Linked DNA regions of Mus musculus: region 2 is linked to region 1. The links are chromatin contacts, called in public ChIA-PET maps. All regions are on one chromosome and are shown on one strand. Each heading gives the region's core, a stretch centred on a gene start, on an enhancer-like site or on the middle of the called end of the contact. The rest is flanking DNA. Distances are from core to core; before and after follow the strand shown.

Evidence for each region. ChIA-PET counts read pairs in DNA pulled down with a chosen protein or histone mark.
Region 2: an RNA polymerase II ChIA-PET map of memory CD8 T cells shows a contact between it and region 1, with 19 read pairs. The contact joins two enhancer-like sites. A contact is called at or near these places in 8 of 39 promoter capture datasets (the 3T3-L1 cell line, 3T3-L1-derived adipocytes, cranial neural crest and 4 more), 1 of 15 datasets of contacts at CTCF or cohesin (the NIH/3T3 cell line), 4 of 115 datasets of contacts at active chromatin or transcription factors (cardiomyocytes, effector CD8 T cells, memory CD8 T cells and 1 more) and 1 of 9 other capture datasets (pancreatic islet).

Annotation. Positions count from the first base shown.
Region 1 is chr19:41,353,331-41,356,656 of GRCm38.p6, forward strand. The region is part of intron 2 of Pik3ap1 (phosphoinositide-3-kinase adaptor protein 1); the gene reads right to left. Among named protein-coding and RNA genes, the nearest start is that of Pik3ap1, 30 kb to the right of the region's middle. Within about 2 kb of position 1,426, at least 35 of the 459 cell types and tissues checked have an H3K27ac peak or open chromatin away from gene starts, as enhancers often do. A contact at or near this core is called in memory CD8 T cells, where this site is marked.
Region 2 is chr19:41,595,611-41,598,811 of GRCm38.p6, forward strand. Lcor (ligand dependent nuclear receptor corepressor) reads left to right here. Exons shown (of 8, transcript NM_001370767.1): 8 at 1-551. It also overlaps a transcript of Slit1 not described here. Among named protein-coding and RNA genes, the nearest start is that of Gm52407, 6.8 kb to the right of the region's middle. Within about 2 kb of position 1,756, at least 100 of the 459 cell types and tissues checked have an H3K27ac peak or open chromatin away from gene starts, as enhancers often do. A contact at or near this core is called in memory CD8 T cells, where this site is marked.

The DNA of each region.
Region 1 (3,326 bases), core at 176-2,675:
TTCAGTCAAGGCCCCATCTGTCCCTCTAACTCATCGCATGGCAAGTGTTTTATACTAAAATGTCACAGATAATTTAATACATCCTCTCTGAGTAAATATTTAAGGCTTTCTCTGTACATAGCAATTACATCATATCATCCACTTTAATGACCTCAAAACAAACCTAGATGCTAGTTATTAATGTTTTCCTTCATTAAATGTAGTAGACCTCTGCAGAAGACATTTGAGATTTCTGAAAACACCCTAGTTTGGTTTCATTGAAACTAAATCACTTAAGAGAAAAATGACTGAATTCCACCCCCAAATGCCTGACAGTCAGAGGTCATGAAATCCAGGATGATAGTTATTAAAGAGTCTCGCTTGCTCTTTTTTTTATGCAAGAACTGACCAACTAGACAACCTGGGTAAGAAGGATCTTGTTTCCAATTATCTGCCAATATATCTGTTATGCCTGGAAGTGAGAAATCCTGTTTGTTAAACAAAATGGATGCTCTTTCCTCTTTACTGTGGACAATATTAAGTAGTTGATCCCTTGCACCCAGACTGAGGTCAGAGCCAAAACTCAGCCCAGCTCAATGAGAAAAGATGCCATAAGTCATTAATGAAATCTGACCTGGGACAAGCAGGATGCCCCATACAGTGTGTCTACCATACAAGATATTCTAGATCATGCTTAGGGGCCAGGGGCAACATACATGGCTGATACGTGACCAGAGAGAAAAATGGCAGTTCACTCAAAGGGTCACAAACCTGGGTCGGCAGCTGAAAACAGCTGGCAGAATCCAAGACAAAAACAGTCACTTTCTAAATAACCAGGAGAGATGAGAGCCCACCCAAAACATTTCATATTGGGGGACCACACATCAAGGAGGATTAAAAAGAGGAGAAACTGGTTATGGTCACGTGGCTGGGCATACACCATTTAGCTGATAGAGACTCCAATCCAAGGATGGGCGAAAGTCCTTTTGTAAGAGCCCCAGCGTCTAAAGAATGTACACACTACAGCCTACACTGGAGGCTTCACCGCCAGTCTTTTCTTTTCTTTCATCAAGATCTGTAGGACGATCACAACCTCCTGTCGTAGCCTCCTCGCTCGCAGGGATGCGGATGTGTGGCTTTTGTGGTCAAAAGAAGCAAAGGATGTCACAGTGAGCTTCTTAGAGCTGAAGACCGGGCTGCTTTTGAAAAACATAAATAAATATTTCCACAAAAGCCACAAAAGCCAGCTTGCAACTTACTTACATCTTGATTTTTCTCAAGAGTTTCTTAGATGGCCAGTGCCAGATCTAAAGCAAAAGCAAAGCCCGCCCTCCGCCCCCGTGTGGTCTCTGGTTGGTCATTCTGCCCTCCTCAGTCACTCCCCACAGCTCTGAGGTCTGTGGTCAGGCCCACCCAGGCAGACAGGCCACCAGATGCCAAGTTGTGCTGGTGCCACCTCTGTAGCTAGTCTGGCAGCAAATGATGGTCTTCTTCGTCGAAAATGATAGCACCCCTCTTGGTCCCCATCACAGATAGAACTGTCACGTCTAGTACATACAAGCAGGATGTGAGATGTGTGCCCCGGGGTTGAGCTGGCTACTGGAGCACAAATGTGCCCAAATCGTCGTTTAGCTCTCAGGGGACTTTCTAAAATTATTTATTTACTTAATTTTATGAACTTATGTGTGTGCACCTGAGTATATGTGCCATGTGTGTACAGAAGCCTGTGAAGGTCAGAGGACATGGGATCCCCTGGAACTAGAGTTACGGGCGGTTTCGAGCTGCCACATAGGTGCTGGGAACAGAGCCCAGATCCTCTGCAAGAGCGGTTAGCACTCTTACATCCTGAGCCATCTCTCCAACACAGCTCCGAAGATTCTTGATGGCAGCCCCTGTGCTTGCTACAGAATCTGCAATCCTTCAGCACTGAACTGCACGTGTCTTCACTAGATTCTCTGTGTGGGTGTTTAATAAATGTCTATTAACAAGAGGGCAGACAGCAGGATCACCAGAGGGCACCTGAAGGGGCTTCTGATTCTTTATTTAGAGTGTGAGTGGCCCCAGGGTATCTTTTCTCAGCAAGTCGGGATGTAGGCTAATGGTGCAAATGTGACAATGATGACTGTAAGCCCGAGGAGACAGTAATTTAATCATGTGATTCAGAAGCAGCTTTGACTGAAAGCTAGAATCTCTGTGCTCTAAGTGAACTGTCCTTCCTAAGATCTCCAAGTGCTCACTCTAGGCTGAGCACAACAGAGAATCCCATGGAATAACATACTGGCCCTGCTCCTCCAGAATGCACAATGTAGCTGGGGAACCAAACTGGAATGCAGTTAATTCTAGTGTGAGTGAGCGCTCCCTGAGGAGACCCACTGATGCCTTCTATAGGAGTGCAGAACAAGAAAAACCACAAGTAGAATCCTCAGCCGGGCTAGGGAGGTGGCTTAGGTGAAGAGTGTTTGCTGAGCATGTGCAAGGCTCTGTGATCCATAGAACCACAAATAGTGGTAATGGTAGTAACTTTAAAAAAAAAAAAATATATATATATATATATATGCATACATACACACTATGTGTGTGTGTGTGTGTGTGTGTGTGTGTGTATCAGAAGGGTTTAGGCTGGCAGAATAAAAAAAGATACAAGATGTCAAGTCTTGTCTATTTTTTTTCCAGATTCATTGTTTTACTTTTGTTTGTTTGTTTGGTGGGAGTGGCAGTGTGTGTATCCTTACAGTGGAATTACAGGTGGTTGTGAGCCATGCCGCACGTGTACTGGGTACTGGATTTAGATCCTCTGGATCCTCTGGAAGAGCAGGAAGTGCTCTTAGGTGCTAAGCCATCTCTCCAGCCTCTTAGCAACATGGAACCATTCTTCAGTACCTGCAAAAGTATTCACGGTTCTCATACTATTCATCTGACAACTCCCTAGCACAGCTTGGCTGCCTGACCAGGGCCAGTTGGATGGTCTCACACCCATCTCTTAAATAGCAGAGCTAGTTTTTCACTGAGTTCAGCAGGCCTGGTATGGAGTAGGCTTCCGGCCTCCTCCGTTCGACATCTAGGATACCAACCAAAGTCAACACAGTCCATAAACATAGGTCCTAGATGGGCCACTCTGGTCTGTGACATGTACTGTGGGTGTGTCCAGGCCACCTGGTAGAGAGCCAGTGTCCTGAATATGCCTCTTCCTTTTGCCATCTTCTATCAGAGAACTCTAAAACCCTTTTTGCTAATGGAGAGCTGGAGCCTTCCTTGATGCTGCATCCCTGGCCCAGAAGCTTGTCCATGATAGATGTTCGATAAACAGCAAATTAAAAGACAAATCTGTCCATCCAGGCTCATCTCAC
Region 2 (3,201 bases), core at 506-3,005, 240 kb after region 1:
GCGAAAAGACTCTGCAAATGGCCACTGGCCGGACAGCACGTGCCTCTGGGCCTGGATTCCACTGTTAGTGAGTGTAGGAAAATACTGTGTCTTTAATGGATGAAATTCAATGTATGCTGTGAATTTGTTGGTTTGAAACATTGAAAAATTTTCATTAGACAATGTTTACATACCTCACCTGAAGAACCTTTGAGAGTGTATATATGAAATTTAAAAATATATTAAGTTGCTTTAAAACAGTATGTATAGCTATAAAAGTTGGAGTTATTTTAACTTTGAGTATGTACCAAGTCTCTTAAATATTGGAATCTCGTAGACTTTCTGGCTTCTGTGTTTTGCTTTCCTATGGACCACATAGATAACTGTGTTTTTGTTCTTGATAAAGGGGGCCCACACCGACGTCCAGGCTTGGAAGGATTTTCTGGTTTGGTTTTGAGGGGAGGGGTGTGGAACTAGAGGGTGTGTGGGAGGGATTTCTCTAACCTTGACATCTGTGAGCTTTTTCAAGGCGCTTATTTTATTGCAGCATATTAAAGTTCTTTGATATTAAAGTGTGTTTGTGTAGTCACTGCAGATGGGGAGGGGACAGTACAGCACAGTCCCCTGCCTCACTAGTGTGTGGCTGAAAGCAGACTGTCAGCCATGGGGCTGGGCACTACCCTAAACGATTAATGACCCTCTGAGCTATACCTTACTCAGGGGACGGATATAAATATAATGGAAGCATCGTGGGAGTCACTGGACGGGGCAGGAAAGGTGGATGTGCAACCTGAAGGGAGGGGACAAGCCAGCCAGCCAAGTGCTGTCCACTTCTGTGACCCCAGCAGGAATGTGACAGAAAACAAACCTCGCACTTGCCAGAACGACTTCTGCGATCTGACTTGTTGGATCTGCTGGAAGTGAGTCTGTTCAAAGTCATGGTTGACCCAGGAGACCCATGGGGAACCAATCCTGGATATTCACGGAATTGATAGTGACTGTCCAGCAACCCCGGGGTTTGCTTTAACGATGAAGTTGTAAATTTCCAATCTACAGATGTGTTTATTTAACCCAGGATTTTTTTTTTCTAGACAGGATTTCTCTGTATAGCTCTGGCTGTCCTGGAACTCACTTTGTAGACCAGGCTGGCCTTGAACTCAGAAATCCTCCTGCCTCTGCCTCCCGAGTGCTGGGACTAAAGGTGTGCGCCACCACACCCAACTTAACCCAGGATTTAAAAAAATAGTTTAAAACTATAAGTTTTTCACTCAAAAAATTGGGGTCTCTAGTTTTGTTGTGGGGGGGTGTTTTATTTTTGGTTTGTTTTTGGTTTCTGGTGTTTTGTTTGAAGCTAAGAAATTTAGGTCATGGTGAAAACCAGCTGGTACAAATAGACTGGAAAATGTTCTTCATGTGCCGTAGTCTCCAGCGGTGACTGTTTCCACTTGCCCCTGTTGGTACCTACTGCTTTAATCTGATGTGGCAATAGAAATGATGGGCCAAGTTGCGCTGACCACTGGCTTACCTCTCCCCCATACACTTGAGCCTGTGACCTACAGGGTTTCACTTGCTCTCCTCTACCATGCTCTCCAGCATGCCCTTCCTCTCCAAATTCTCAGCTATTGTGAAGGCACCAGAGTTACCATTCCCGTGCCCTTTCAAGGTGGTCATGTGCTCTTAGAATGGAGCCTTTTGACATCACTACATCCCTATGTGAGATCAGTTCATGGCTCTGGCCTCAATGGAGGAGGGCTTGGCACATCCTTCCTTTGGTGACCTATGGGGGGCGGGTCCCTGTCTTAGAAACTTAGATCCTGTTACTCATGTCATTTCCTATGTGCAGTGTTCTGGTCTGGTGTATGGGCTCCCTTTACTGGCCTGGACACACGCCCCTTCTAGGATTGATTATCTGAGAATACATGCTGCTTTCTACGGCCGCTTGGATGCTCCAAGACCCTTGGAGTCTGGTTAAATGTGTGAGTGGCTCTGTAGGCAAATGCTGAAAATATTAGTGTGACTTAAACACTTGGCAGGAAATGAGAGTAAGCCTCCCCAGTTTGTCACACACCCCTCTCCTTCCTGATGAACAAGCCTTGCCACATCAAGGTTGGCAAACATCCCAGCAGGCTGTGATGACTGTGGTCAGTGTGGTAACCCAGGGCCTTCCCACCCTGGGAAGGTCAATGCTGGTAGCAGCAGGCTCGTTTTGATGAAGAAAGAGACCAGGCAGAAAGTCCATGAATCAATGTCATGTTCACATGGAAGACAGCAGACAATACTGACATATCCTAAAACAATACTTCTGGGGAAAGGACAGGTGCAGCTCCCTCAGGGACTGTTTGAAGCCAGTTTCTAAGAGTTGACTCAAACGACTACAGAAACCCCAAACAAAAGGTCACAACCACAGAGCATCTGAAAATCAAAACAAGACACTGGAGGTTGACTTTAACATATAAAAATACTATAACAAAATGAAATACAAATATATATTAGAATCTGTAAGTATTCTGTATAAAGAGATACTTTCACGGTTAGGCTAACAGCAGGCAAAGAGAAAACAAAGATGTCCTTTCCCATTCCTTAGCATCGCCACAGGGCCCTGAGCAGTGCTGCTCACGTAACCAGCTCCTTGAGGGCTTGCCCTGCTGGGTCTCTGCTGTGCACGTCTAATGGAAATAGCCAGTGATGACCACAAAGCAAACTGAAGATCTTTACCAAAGGGGAACAGAACATGGAGATGGTTTCTCAAAGGACTGGTCTCAGAGTCACCCTCTTACCTGACCTTACAAGTCTGAGTGTGAGCAGGTGATGGGAGCCGTAGACCGGGCCCTTGGCTGGCAAGGTACTGAATAAGTCAAAGGTAAAGTTGAGCCTGGGGCTCATGGCTCTCTGAGAACCATCGAGTCAGCCTCTCAAGCTGCCATCTCAAGGCCTTGGGGGAAAGGTGACATCACCTGCCAGTCCATGCCTCTCATGCCCAGGGACCGGCTTCTCCCGGCCAATAGGGAGCGATGGTGTCTGGGGAAGGAAACTTGCACAGAGCTAAGGAGGCCAGAACACCTTTATTTCTAGAAAGAGACGTCATGCTACGTGTCTGAGCTATTCTGCCCTCTGCAGCCTGGTTCAGCTGTTTGCCAGGGTACCACAGTGACCTGGAAGCTTGGAGTAAGAGTAAGATGCTGTGCAGAGTTGTTTAAAGCCTTAGAGGTTTGGGCCTCTGTC